Regions from separate parts of the Mus musculus genome. Here all the other regions are linked to region 1. Evidence: chromatin contacts called from public Hi-C and promoter capture Hi-C data. All regions are on one chromosome and are shown on one strand. The core of a region is the stretch at or near the end of the contact, and the rest is flanking DNA. Distances in the headings are between cores, read along the strand shown.

Region 1 (3,411 bases), core at 474-2,973:
AACATTATAAAGGAGCAATATTAATATTTAGTTTGGAGATATAAACAGGATTCAAAATCTAAATCCAATTCTACTGGTAATTTATATACTCCCTCCTTCTTCTTTTAAGCTTGCAATTTCCCTGTAGAATTTCTAATTCCCCAAGAATGGAAAATGTTCCTTTTTTTTCTATCAAAACAGGGAGAATTGCTGCCATGTATACAAAGGAAAACCACACATCTGTTTTATAAGGTTTTATAAGGTTTGAAGCTCACATCATCAACAGAGAAATAGTCTGTGCAGGCAGTGAACTCACCTTCTAGAAAAGCGAATTCATCCACAGCTTCTATTGCATTATCTGAAACACAAGGTAAAGGGATACTTGATTGGCTCTTGCCATTCAGACATCAGACCCAACATGGAATTTTATGCAAATGACATCACTTACAAACTGTAACCCAGAGGTCCTAAGATCCATCTTTACACTCACTATTCTTTTAACTGTCTCACCTCAAAAGCCAGCGAAAATGCTGTTCAAGGCATCCTACAATCCTGTCTTATTCCAAAATTCACTTTTCTCTCTACTCTAAAGACACTAGAACAAGGCCGGGCGTGGTGGTGCACGCCTTTAATCCCAGCACTTGGGAGACTGAGGCAGGTGAATTTCTGAGTTCGAGGCCAGCCTGGTCTACAGAGTGAGTTCCAGGACAGCCAGGGCTGCAGAGAAACCCTGTCTCGAAAAACAAAAACAAAAAAAAAAGATACTAGAAAAAGAGTTTGGCAGCATAGAAGGGAATGAGAGGTACAGTCTCTAAAGGCTTACACATGTGGAAGGGTTACCAGGTAGACAAATAAACCAAAAGCCAAATTTCCCCTTGCTTCAATGATGCCTTGTGAAACAGCTATAAGAAAGCCCAGCCCATAGCTCCCCTGTCCACCCTGGGGTACCACAGCGACTCTACCCAAATCTCTCCTCTGGAGAGTTTTCCTCTTTCCTTGTTGAGCACAGCAGTAGGCATCTTTTGCGATAGTCTCCACGAACAGTTCCTGCAACAAAAAAAAAAAAAAGCAAGCAGAGATTAGTGGACTCTAGCCCACTGAGATGAGCAATCCTGTGTAGACGTGGACAAGAAGGGTAAAGGGGGAACTCTACCACACAGGAAAGTTCTAGAAGCTACCATTGTACTGAACTTATGAAAATACTTCTGCTATCCCTCTCCATAGCTCCAATCCCCCTGCTCTAATATCTCCAAATCCACCCTACTCATTCATTAGGATCCCCTTCAAGTTCTGTGTGAGCCGTGGGAGCCATGCAAACTAAATTTGCGTGGGTCCTCGTGAAGAGGAGAGTGGCTAACCAACTCAAACGGGGCCCACAGAGGCCTTCCTAGGTCTCAGTCAAGTCAGGTCGGCGTACCAGGGCCCGCCACGCCCCCTAGCGCCACGCCCCCTAGATGCCACGCCCCTTTCCCCGACCCAGGCGCCCTTGCTTCCCCGTCGCACCGCGGCACGCGCCAGGATAAAGATGGCTTCCTGTCCCGCCAGCGTTACGTCAGGGTCTGCCTTCACCAAGGCCTTTACTCTCGCCAGAGGCAGCCTCGAGAGGCGAACTCCCCCGGGTGCACTCGTCGGGGCTTGGGCCTGCGAAGCCGCTGCCTCCCCTCCGGGAGCCTCTTCCTCTCTGGGCGTCCCGCTCCCAGCAGCCGCCGCTGCCGCCATCCCCTCCCGAAACGTGTGGCGCGCGGTCGCTGACTGAGCGCGCGCACGCGATTTCGGCCCCTTTCCCGCGCCGGGTAGAGACCACGCCTCTCCGTGTGGGCGTGGCCCCACCCTCACTAGGCGTGGCGCGCCAGAACCGCCCCCTCTGACTCCGGGGTCTGATGTACTCTTCCGGGCGGCCACAGCCTGGAAGCGGCCGGGCGTGGCCTAGCTGAGCCGGAAGTCCGGATGCTTCTCTAGAGCCTCAGTAGGTGCTGAGTTTAACCTCTAGGCCAACAGGAGGGGAACCCGTGGGTGTCCCCACAACGCTGCCCCGCGCAGCGACAGACCCGGGCCAGCGCCGGGGATCATGTTTTAGGTGGAATGGGACGTTTGACGGGCAGAATTGGAAGTGCGGTTTAGTGGGAGGAAACCACTGCAAAAAAGGCGTGCAGACACGGAGAGCAAGTTTTGTCTGTGGTTGGTCAAACAAGGGTTAGCTCAGAACACTGATCTCCTTACTCAAAACAACAAAACTAAAAACTGTGTTCTCTAGGAACATTAATTGCATAGGGTTTATGTTTTAAAATACTAGTATGTAGTGTTGGCAAAACATTATCATGACAAGTAACTTTTCAAAAACAAAAATTGGCGGGGCGGTGATGGCACACGCCTTTAATCCCAGCACTTGGGAGGCAGAGGCAGGCGGATTTCTGAGTTCGAGGCCAGCCTGGTCCACAAAGTGAGTTCGAGGACAGCCAGGGCTACACAGAGAAACCCTGTCTCGAAAAAACCAAAACCAACAAAACAAAACAAAAACAAAAATTGATGAGAAAAAAATTAATGTCTCCTTTAGAAAACAATTTGATCGTCTAGCTGCTTCTCAACATTTTACTATCTGTTTTTTTGCATAGTTATGGAAAATTCCACTGCACCTTCTTGAGAGAATGAGAATGACTAAGATTAAGATAACTTTTACCAGGTGTGGTGGTGCACGCCTTTAATATAAGCACTCAAGTAGCAAAAGCACATCATGCTCTTTGAAACCAGCCTGGTGTACAGAGGGAGTTCCCAAGCCAGCGAGGACGACATAGTAAGGCCCTATCTTTAAAACAGAAAATCGCTTTGACCTCGCCGGCCTCTGCAAAGGATCTCCAAGAAGCCTCTCCCTGCCTCTTCTTACCTATGAGTTCTCATACCGAACCAGAGATCTGGCATGGAAGTGTGGCAAATATTCGCAATAGGCAAGAGAGACAACTCAGTAAAGTGTATGCTGCTCATCAAGGACCTGAGTTCGAATCACCAGAACACAGTAAAAGGCTAGTGTGATAGAACTCCTGTAACTTCTGCACTAAGAGAACAGGATTGCTTAAGTTCTTTGGCCAGCTAAGCTAGCCGAACCAAATCAGTGAGCTTGTGGACCTTGGGCCTTTATACCAACAAATGCATCCAACACACACTAAATTTTTAATATAAGGCATAATAAGAACACTGTGTACCTAGTTAATTGCTTTATATAAATATTAATGTTTAGTCATAATGCCTGTACTATTGATGCAGGTAAGTAATTTTATTTACAGCTATGAGTGAGCCACAGACTGTTCCACAGTGTACCTGTGGAATAAGGGGAAGCCAAGGGCTCATTGCATAATAACCTGAAATCATTTACTTCCAAATTTAAGCAATAAACTTTAACTGGGTCTATACACAGAGGCCCCACTGGAACAAAATGAG
Region 2 (3,411 bases), core at 480-2,979, 7.0 Mb after region 1:
CTGCATACTTAAGTTTCATAAAAAAAAAATGTTAAATGAGTGTTGGCTTGGGATTAGAGCAGAACTTCCAACCATTTCTAAGATAGCTCTAAACACTCTTTGTATTTATGCAAAGCAACACTCTCGGTATTGACAATTATAAAATTAAAATATTGATCAATTATGAAAAACAGTGACAATGTTCTACCTTCTATGGTATTGAATTTTCAGCCAAGATTTGTTTTATGTAAAAACAAACAACCCTATCCATCCATCTCATTAGAATGTAAATTTGCTCTCATCTTTAATAAAGGGTGAAATTATAAAGGTACCTAAGATTTTCCTAAAAATTAAATTCATTATGATTTATTACCAGTAAATGTTTGTGAATCTGTTGAATGTACTTTTGAGATCATGTGAAATCATTCAGGTTAAAAAGGGTTGCAAGTGAAAAAGATTTGAGTTTTAGTAGGGTCTTCTAGGGTTCAAGGGTTGGTGATAACAAGTCTGGCTCAAATGTTTGAAGCAGCCCTGGTTGAGCCTGCCCTTCAGACAGGCACCAGATACACTGGCCATGCAGTTTTCCTCAAGGCCTCTGTGGAGTGGGCGTTCCAGACCACAGGTGCTAAGGATAGTCCAGCTAACTGACTAACAGTGGCCACTAATTAGAGTCCGTGCCTCTGCTCATTTACAGGAAGCTGAACTTCAGAAGGGCTGCTTACAGCAATAACTTTAAAACGTGAGCCCAGGGAGAGGGCTCAGTTGATAAAATGTTTGCATACCGCCTGTTCTTATTTGACCTTCTTTCCAAATGGTTCCTGTGTTGGGGATGGCTTGAGAATCCATTGTGCCCTAGTTATTTCCTGTTGCTGTGATAACAACACTAACCAAAAACAACTTAGAGGAAGAAAGGGTTTATTTGGGAAAAGTCCCAAGTCACACTCCATTATTGGGGGAAGTCAGAAAACCCAAGAAGGAGCAGAAGCTGACTGCTGCTCGTGGGCTTGCTCTCGATAGCTCACTCAGCATGCTCTCTTACCACCTAGGACCACCTGCCCAAGGGTGGCACCCCCTCCCCAGTGGGCCTGATGCCACCACATTTATCATTAATCAGAAAATATTCCACAGGCTTGCCTACAGGCCAATCTGAAGGAAGCATTTCCTCAGTTGAGTCTCTTTCCAGGTGACTCTAGTATGCTCCAAGTTGACAAAAACTAAGCAGTACACTGTCACAGTGAATTGCTGAGGGTGTGTGTGGGTTGAGGGGTTGGGGAGGTAGTAACCTAGGAACCTCATATTGAAACTGAATTGCAATAGTAATTTTTATTCAGCTTCAGTAGTGCAAATTAAAAAAGAATCAGTATTTCCTAGACAAGGTTTTTGTCACATTTTCTGAAATAAAGTGGAGACATCTACCCTTCCTGAAAAGCACCTATTTTGAGATTGGTGGAGAATCAGGAGCGGAAGGAACTGTAGAGAGGCCTCTGGGTGTCAAAAACTGTGGTAAAACGATAATGAAAACAGTAATTACAAGAAGAGCAGAGCATACAAGCTTGATTCCGCACCTTTGAAAATGGCAAGTGACTGCCACTGTGCCACTGGGTGGTAGACAGAGTAGTTTGCAGGCTCACCAGGCTGAGCTAAGGGGGCGTAGCTTAGCCCTGTGGAGGCCTGGAGGTGGGGCAAAGTTTTCCCGGGGGCGTGGCCGGTCGGTAGGCGGGCCCTCTCCGTGGGTCGCGCGGTCGGGGGCGTGGCCCCGTAGCTGTCCGGTGCGCCCGCGGCCAGTGCGTAGCGTTCTCAAGTTCTCAGCGGCTTTGCCGGCGTCGTCCCCTAGGCGGCCGCCCGCGTCCCGGTTCCTCAGCAGGCCCGGCTCGGCCCGGAGCGACAACAAAGCCCTGGAGAAGCCACCGTCCCCGCCGCCGCCTCCTCGGGCGCAGACCTCGCCCGGGCTGGGGAAGGTTGGAGTCCTCCCCAACCGCCGCCTGGGTGCTGTCCGTGGCGGCCTCATGTCGTCGCCACCCGGCCGCCGCGCCCGCCTGGCCTCCCCTGGGACCAGCCGCCCGTCTTCTGAGGCCCGCGAGGAGCTGCGGCGCCGCCTGCGGGACCTCATCGAGGGCAACAGGGTGATGATCTTCAGCAAGAGTTACTGTCCACACAGCACGCGGGTAGGCGGGGCCGGCCGTAGCAGAGCTCTGGGGCGTGGCCTGATGGGCAGGGTCTAAGCAATCCCGGTGGGAGGAGGGAAGTGAAGGTGAAGCCAGGACAGGGTGGGCCGGGCGGGGAGGAGCGTCGATAAAGAGGCTGGGTAAGTTTGTGAGCCGGATCTGGGGACTGATCAGAGGTCTGAGCAGTGAGCCGGGCGAACCCCGGGCTCAGTAGTTAGCGCCTGGTGGGCGGGGTCTGAGCAAGGTTGGTGGGTGGGGCGAAGCGGAGGTCTGTGGAGGGTGCTTGATGGGCGTAACCGGAATAGGGTCTGGGCGGGGCTCATTGGGCGGATTGGAACCGTGGAAGGGGGTCCTGGTGGGAGGGGCTAATAGGGAGGGTCTGAGTGGAACTCTGTGGGTGGGACCTAGTGTATGGGGGGTGGGGGGTAAGGGAGGGTTTGGGTGGAACTTAGTGGGCGGGCGGTCCTGCGCTGACATATGGGAGGTGGGCGGGGCCTGAAGGTGGACGGAGTAGGGCTTTTGTAGCACTTTCCCAGGTTTCATTGCCTACCTTCTCTGACTCACTACGGGGTCCCGGGAGGTTGCCATCTAGGGAAACATTTGCTTTCCAGCCTGATAATGGGCTTTAGTTAAAAAAAAAAAAAAAAGAACAACCAAAAAATATTTAAAATTGTTGTCTTATTAAAATAGGATTGCGTGGCTAGCTGAAGCTGGATCTAGATCCCATTTGTTAACTAGCATGTTTGGCTCCTTGACCAGGTTTCAGAACTAGCAGGGAGCTTGTAAGATGAAGGTAGAGGAGGTTTTAAGAACCATGGAAGTCGTGGCTAGTTTAAGCTCTGTTGCACACTCTGTAATTTGGGGCTGGGTGGGCATTCGACATTGTTTTCATATTATGAGATAAAAATATTCTTATTGAAATCTTTGGAAGGAAGATGCAAGATGGGGCTGTTCAATATCTTGATGTTTACTTAACATTATGAGAAAGTTGAAACAATAAAGGCCAGGTGTGTAACTTAGTGGGAGCAAGGCCCTGGCTTCCATTTCTAGCACAATTTAAATGAAAAAAAAAATAGATGCTTGGGCAGAAGGATCATGTATTCAAGGCCAGCCTGGGCTCCTATTAAGAGTGCTACCACAAGAAACGGGATGAAATGGTGCCAGCTCCAGGACCAACGTTCCATCCCCAGAACTCGTATTAAAACAGATGGCATAGTGGAGTGCACTTTACCTCAGTGTAAGACAGTGTAAGTCCAGGCTACACAGC
Region 3 (3,411 bases), core at 423-2,922, 6.2 Mb after region 1:
CAGTGAGCTAAATGCATCTTCCCAGTGGGTGATGAACCTCCACATCCCAACCAAGCCATATACAAAGGCAAAGTCACCAGGTTGGCTCATACACTCATGGGTCCCCAAGGCCAGGCCACCAGACACGGGGGGGGGGGGGGGGGGGGGTCCTTCTGCTAAGCCACCTAACCACAGCCTACCTCTCCATGCCATCACCAATGAGTTCCTCTCCATCCTCTTCTTCCTCCATGGGCCCCTCTGTGCCCAGCAGCCCCTCAGACTCATCTTCAAATGGGGGGAGGTCTCTGCCAGGGCTGGAGGTCAGGGCGTCAGCACGTCTGGAGCTGCGGCCTGGGCTGGAGGTGAGGGGATCACTGATCCGGCGCCGCTGACGGGCAGGGCTAGATGCTGAGAGAGACTCAGAAGACTCCTGTAGGAGAAAAAGTCTGCCATCAGACACTGGAGGGACACAGGCTGACAGCCTCCTGGTTACCATGGGGCCTTCCCACAGTCTGTCTCCTGTACACTAGGCATTGTTCTCAGGGACATATTAGTCCCTCAGATCTGTCCATGTCTGTCTTATGAAAAACCTCGGGGGCTATGTAGTTTTTTTTAAAAACCTGTTTATAATCTATTTTCACACCCCACTTAGCCCAAACCCCACAATATGCTGGGTGCTGAAACAAGAGGTGAAGATAAAAGAGGCATCAAGGAACACTATTCTAGAAGTGAATGGTGGAAAGAACAGATCTTTAACCTTTAATGAAAACGCTAACAGTAAGAGTAGGGAAGCCGAGCCAGGCAGTGGTGGTGCACGCCTTTAATCCCAGCACTTGGGAGGCAGAGGCAGGTAGATTTCCGAGTTCGAGGCCAGCCTGGTCTACAAAGTGAGTTCCAGGATAGCCAGGGCTATACAGAGAAACCCTGTCTCGAAAAAACCAAAAAAAAAAAAAAAACCAAAAAACCAAAAAACCAAAAAACCAAAAAAAAAAAAAAAAAAAAAAACAAAACAGAGTAGGAAAGCCGGGCCTGATGTCACAGGCATGAAATCCAAAATACCTAGAGGCTGAAGCCTGATGATCGCCAAGTTCAAGGCTAACCCGCACTACAGAGCGAGTTCAACCCCAGCCTGGGTTACTTAGTGGGACCCTTTCTACTTTCTTTCTTTTTGAGGAAGGGTTTCTCTGTGCAGTTTGGCTGCCCTGGAACTCACTCTGTAAAACTCAAAGACCCGCTTGCCTGTAACCCCCTAGTGCTGGGATTAAAGGCATACGCCTCCCCGGCCCAGCTATGAGACTCTCAAGAGAGAAGGGATGCACGCAGCTACGTGGTAGCCGGCTTTCCCTACATGCGCGGGGCTCTGGGTTCCATTTCCTGCAGCCTCACCACCATAAGTGCGTGTAAACCCGGGGCCTAGAGACACATGAGGAGAGCAGAGACGACCCGTCCCAGACTGGTGCAGGTAGCCCCGCACTCAAGCCTGCCACTAGAGGAAGATACCGGCCAAGCTAGCCGAGATCGCTGAATACCGCCCGCCCGGGATCAGCCCATTCCTCACCGCCATGTCTGCGCTAGCTCCACCGCACCAGCTGCCACCGGTTTTCGCGCGAAAACTAGACCACGTGACCCGCCCATGCCCGGGAAGCGCCGGGAGGACTCAGACGTCACTACGTCCTCGTCAATCTAGAGCGGAAGGAGGGCTAGAATGTTTGGGCACGCCCACACCAGAAAGCCCCGCCCCGCTCCCCGCCCACAGCTTTCAAAAGGCTGAGCCCTCGCCTCCTGCACACCTAGGCTTAACCCTTCAGCGTTTACCACGCTAAGGCAAGGAAGCGGGACTTTGGGTCACTAGTGGCTCTGAGGACCAATCCGGCCTTCTAGAGTGTGACCTAGGTATCTAAGTGTCGGTATGGCCACTTGTTGCAACTGAGACTGTTTCCTGATTTCTTTTTTTTTTTTTTTTTTGGTTTTTCGAGGCTGGGGTTTCTCTGTGTAGCCCTAGCTGTCCTGGAACTCACTCTGTAGACCAGGCTGGCCTCGAACTCAGAAATCTGCCTGCCTCAGCCTCCCAAGTGCTGGGATTAAGGGCGTGGGCCACCACTGCCCAGCTTGTTTTCTGATTTCTTCCTGATTTGGCATCAACCTCTCCCAAAGCACTGAGGTTCAATCCTTCAAGCACCCAGGCTGCTGTGGGCTTTTATCAAAGTGGGAATCAATTGTACTTGGCTGCAGTTGGCAAAGGTATGGGGAGGATGTTCCAGGTGAAAAGGGCCTGGTGCGTGATGCAGTACAGCGAAGGCTGGGAGTATATAGGGATTACCACTCCCTTGGTTCAAAGCTTGTAATGCCCAGGAAAGGTGGGAGAGTTCAGACTGCAGATTAGCAGTCTGTCTAGGAGTTGGAGCTCTGTCCTGACATGAGGTCACCTGAGGGATCTGTTAAATCGAGGTGTAGGATGAATCAGTAGCTACCACCTGACGAGGTGGGCAGAGACAGGCTGAGTGCTTCCAGTGAGAGGCCTGCTACTGTTCCTACAGTCTTAGGCATCTGGTTCTCAGCTACTGGGCAGGATGTGACTTCTGCTGTATGCACAGCATCAATAATCCCACACAGAACCTAGTGTAGGGCAGAGAGGAAATCAGGAAGGACGCTCAGAAAGGGGGATCTGCAGGCTTTATAGTACAAGAGATACCCCAAGGTGCTAAAGGGTATCTTAGGGAGATGGGCTAGTATGACCTCTGAGACAGGAATCCACACCCTCTTGTCTGCTGGATGCCACTGTGGTACCCAGAGCTGCTATCGATGCAGGAAGGTACTGCATCTATATGCCAGAGACTCAAAAATAAATAAATAAAAAATAGAAAGCATATTATGCCACCATAATAGGATATGTTCTTTGAAAAGCTGACTGTGTCCACCATAAGCCCCTAGGCCCCTACAAGTTCCAATGATATGACAAGCACCCAATTCTTAAAAAAAAAAAAAACAAAAAACAACTTATCTTCCTCCTTTATAGAATCTCTCATTACTGGTCTGCCATTCCATGCTTACCCATCCTTACTAGCAGGGTGTCATGGACAAGATAAACCAGAGCCACATTCTGTGAAGAGTCCAAGTAGCCTGGGCCTTGCTAGACCTGGTGACAACGGAGAGGGGTAGAGTCACCACAGGCCTGGAAGGACCCTGCAGGTGGGTAATCCCTTTACTGTAATGGGATAGAAAGAGGTGTGGTTTGTAATTTTGAAAGATCAGAACAGCGAGTGAGATTGACATAGGGAGGGTCCCAGTGTCCCAAACATGCTTTAGGTTCCCAAGATGGGCACAGCTGTCCATACCCTGCACTGGTGCAAGCCAGGAACACTACCTGACCGATCCCCATTCATGTGACTTCCTGGATGCCACACTGTCCTGTATGCAGAGGCCACAGTGATG
Region 4 (3,411 bases), core at 466-2,965, 6.2 Mb after region 1:
AGCAGGAAGTACTGCAACTGAGAAGACCCTGAGGTAGGAGATGGGTAGGTCTAGTGGGGCAGCCAGCAGGTGGGAGACCCAAGGAAGGCAAAGTGAGAGGAGGTCAGAGTGGGTCTCACAATGTAGCCCTGACTAGCTTTGAACTTAAGATAATCCCTGTCTCGACTTTTCTCTCTCCCAATAATTTAATTGCAGGTGTGGGCAACCATGCCCACGTGCTTTTATCCCAAACACTCCCATCAGCTTTGCTGTGGAAAGATCCTCCTGCCTGCAAATATGGAGATCAGAGAGTCAGTTTAGCAGACCAATGGTGGTACAGTACAGGAGACAGCCCCAGAACTGGCCTGGGTGTCAAGGGTAACGTGAGAAAGTGGATAGAGGGTTAGAGAGTACTATGTGTTGACTTTAGGGAGTTAACAAGAAATCAAGGGTGCATACAAACATGGAGCAAGGTCTCAGAGCTTACAGGCAGACCCTGACCCTCTCTCACCATTAGCCAACAGGTAGCGCACCAACTCCTCATGCCCACAGAGGCAGGCATAGTACCTAGGAAAGGGGGAAGCTGTCAGTAGGGTAGGCCCACCCTGCCCACCCAGCTACCCCACCGCTCACACTCACAAAGGGGTGCTGTCCCACTTATCCCGCACGTTCACCTCCACGTCTCGCTGCTCCAGCAGGTACCTGGGCAGGAAGTTCAAAGCCTGGGTCAGAATTGCTTCTCATCTGGGAGAGAGACAACCAGGAAGGGGAAGGAGGCCACATCTCTCTGGGCTAGGGAATGCCTCTGAGAAGGGTAAGGCCTGGGACTACACAGGTCTGCAAGGGTCTGCAACTGTGAGTTGGGTGATGGCTTCATGGACAGAGGCCAAGCCCCAGGTTCAGAAGGCTGAGAATTTGGTCTTTTAATATCTGGGAGAGAGAAGGTGATGGGGCCCCTAATTCAGCCTGGGGAGCCAATGGCAGGGAAGTCAGAAGAAAGCTGATGCAGGCACTGGGGGCGGGGAAGGAGGGGAACAGAACAGATCTATGGAAGAAGTGGAAAAAACAATTGATAAAATGTTGAGGAGAAGAGGTCATGAACCAGAAAGCGATCACTGGGACATGGCAGCCCAAGGAGGCTATCTGAGGCAAGACCTGAACTCTCAGAGCTGCATTCAAATTGAGGGACGGATCATTAACTCTGAGGTGGCATCTGGTGTCGGAGAGAGCTGCAGCTTGGTCACATCTGTTGAGGACCAGGGGACTTGGAAGGAAGGGCCATGGGAGAAAGGAGTCTATCAAAGAAAAGGGTCAGGATCCTTCTCTTCCCTGCCTGCCCACGGAGATCACGGTCTCGGCGCCAGGCTGGTAACTGGCTGCACCAGCGGCGCCTGCGCCTCTTGGAACCTCCACGGAGAGGAGTCGTTTCCCTGCACCGAGCTAAGTAAGGGACCTAGAGCCCGATCTCCCTGACTCGGTCAGCTTCGGGAGCCCCACGGCGCCCAACCCCACACCCGTGCCCGATAAGCCCTGCGGACGCCTGCCCGCCTCCTGCACTTCAGGTTCTCACCGCACACGGCCCACGTCCCCTTTCCTGCAGCTGGCAAACAAGTCGCTGGTATCCATGGCGAAAGAGACTGGACCCCCGGCCGAGTGATCTCGGGAGTCGTCTGTGCCCGGCCGGATGTAAACACTCACCGCCCCGCCCCTCGCGGCACGGCCTAGCTATGCCCGCCTGCGACTCCGCAGCGGCGCCTGCCGCCCGGAGGACCGTCCGGCCCGAACCCCGCCCTCGCATCCAGAAGGCCGCTCCCCAAGGCCGCACCCAGTAACCTTAACCACGCCCACTTAGCCTCTGGGGACTTCTAGCCTTCACCCCGCCCACCCGTCTAGAGGACAACTCAATTCCCCCAGGTTCCGCCCACTCGCCCGAAGAATAGCTCACTACCAAGACCCCGCCTCCTCAGAAGAGCTTCACCGGAAGAGCAGTTCGCTGCAGGCCCCGCCCACATTTCTTGGGATCCGTTCTGAAAACAGCACCTCCCACAGGCTTGGAACGCTTGTCAGTCCTGAGTCTAGCTCGGTTCAGGTCCCGCACATCAGGCCGAGGCCTCGCCCACCAGGACTTTTCCCAGCCTACTTCAGGCTCAGCCCACCCGGCCTGGTTCCACCCAGATGACCTTATACTCCCTACCCTCCGCCCACATATCCCTAACCACGCCCACAAACTCCATGAAATTCCCAGCCCACCCGTCCTTGGCCACGCCCAGCCAGCCTCCCTTGCCCCACCTACTCCTCCAGGCCCATCCCACCCACTCCCCGGAGTGCAGCCCTCGGAAGGCAAAAAACAGGCGTGGAGGCGGAGCGGCCCGCGCGTCTTAGCGGCTTTAATGGAGTCCTGGCGCGGGGAGCGCGCTGGCCTCGGGCAAGCGCTCGGGGCCGGGCAGGGCGGGGTGGGAGCTGCGCCGCGGTCGCCTGCTGCGGTGGGGAAGCATAGTGGTCCGCGTGGAGGACCGGGAGGGGCGCGGGGCCGTGGCGTCGGGCAGTCTCGCGCCCGTGGCCCGGCGCTCACAGGTGAGTGTCCTCCTCGAACACGTCCGAGTCCTCAGGGTCGCGTTTGCTGCCCATGAGCGCGCTCCAGCTGCTCGGGCCGTTGATGGCCCCACCGTTCAGGCTGGGCTGCTTCTCCTGCATCTCCGACTGGCTGTCGCTGGCCACGTCCAGCGTGGGATTGTCGTGGCAGCCGTTCTCCACGAAGCGCAGCTCCTCACCGTGCGACTGCAGCAGCAGGAGAGAGCGCTAGGCGCGCACAGTGGTTGGCCACGCCAAGCCCCCAGGGTACTACTCCCTTGGGGCCCAGGATACAAGTGCCTGCAACTCAAACCTAAACCTCTGCAGGTAAACCCTGTGACCCCCTTGGTGTCACTTGATCCCTTCCAACAGCGCATTATACATGAGACAGCCCACTCAAAGCATACGAGATAGGGCAGAATGTGCAGGGCCTGCCCCCTTTCTCTTGTGCAGGTTGCAGGAGCCTTTGGCTTCTAGGACTGAGGGGAGCAGCTGCTCTCAAGCCTTGCAGAATGGGGCACTGGGGTTAGGAAGAGCTGGAGGAGAGGAGGGATCCCTTGGTGAGACTTAACTCCCCCTCACTGTGTATCTCCTCGAAGACCAGGCTCAGAGAGGGTAGATGGTGGCACTGAGCACAACTGAGTTGGTACAGGTTTCTAGGTGAGGCTCTTGGGTAGCACTGGGTGATACTAGCCACACTCTGCCCTACAGTCCTAAGCCCTCCCTGGCCTACTCACCACGTGTTTGAGCTTGGGCATCCGGCGCTGCCAACAATTGTAGAGTAGGCCAAGCACAATGATGATGAAGCAGATGACACCAATGATCACCAGCACTACAAAGAGCGTCCCGTAGTCACTGCGC

The links. Promoter capture Hi-C pulls out the DNA fragments that hold promoters and counts their contacts. Hi-C and Micro-C count contacts between places; a contact is called where the count stands out from the background.
Region 2: a contact with region 1 is called in a promoter capture Hi-C map of pre-B cells, with 11 times the contacts expected there. The contact joins the promoter of Txnrd3 here to the promoter of Pole4 in region 1. A contact is called at or near these places in 1 of 39 promoter capture datasets (pre-B cells) and 3 of 484 Hi-C or Micro-C datasets (CD4 T cells, CD8 T cells and Th1 cells).
Region 3: a Hi-C map of regulatory T cells shows a contact between it and region 1, with 19 times the contacts expected there. The contact joins the promoter of Mcm2 here to the promoter of Pole4 in region 1. A contact is called at or near these places in 3 of 484 Hi-C or Micro-C datasets (CD4 T cells, CD8 T cells and regulatory T cells).
Region 4: a Hi-C map of CD8 T cells shows a contact between it and region 1, with 7 times the contacts expected there. The contact joins the promoter of Abtb1 here to the promoter of Pole4 in region 1. A contact is called at or near these places in 3 of 484 Hi-C or Micro-C datasets (CD4 T cells, CD8 T cells and regulatory T cells).

The regions. Positions count from the first base shown.
Region 1 is chr6:82,651,142-82,654,552 of GRCm38.p6, forward strand. It overlaps Pole4 (polymerase (DNA-directed), epsilon 4 (p12 subunit)), which reads right to left and starts at 1,724. Exons shown (of 4, transcript NM_025882.3): 1 at 1,483-1,724; 2 at 942-1,026; 3 at 296-337. The coding sequence starts at 1,698.
Region 2 is chr6:89,642,259-89,645,669 of GRCm38.p6, forward strand. Txnrd3 (thioredoxin reductase 3) reads left to right here and starts at 1,730. Exons shown (of 16, transcript NM_001178058.1): 1 at 1,730-2,144. The coding sequence starts at 1,875.
Region 3 is chr6:88,897,108-88,900,518 of GRCm38.p6, forward strand. It overlaps Mcm2 (minichromosome maintenance complex component 2), which reads right to left and starts at 1,673. Exons shown (of 16, transcript NM_008564.2): 1 at 1,538-1,673; 2 at 180-409. The coding sequence starts at 1,543.
Region 4 is chr6:88,840,220-88,843,630 of GRCm38.p6, forward strand. It overlaps Abtb1 (ankyrin repeat and BTB (POZ) domain containing 1), which reads right to left and starts at 1,716. Exons shown (of 12, transcript NM_030251.3): 1 at 1,550-1,716; 2 at 619-681; 3 at 491-546. The coding sequence starts at 1,605. It overlaps Podxl2 (podocalyxin-like 2), which reads right to left. Exons shown (of 8, transcript NM_001347327.2): 7 at 3,288-3,411; 8 at 2,338-2,757. The coding sequence ends at 2,548. It overlaps Gm15612 (predicted gene 15612), which reads left to right and starts at 2,635. Exons shown (of 3, transcript NR_045880.1): 1 at 2,635-2,877; 2 at 3,262-3,411.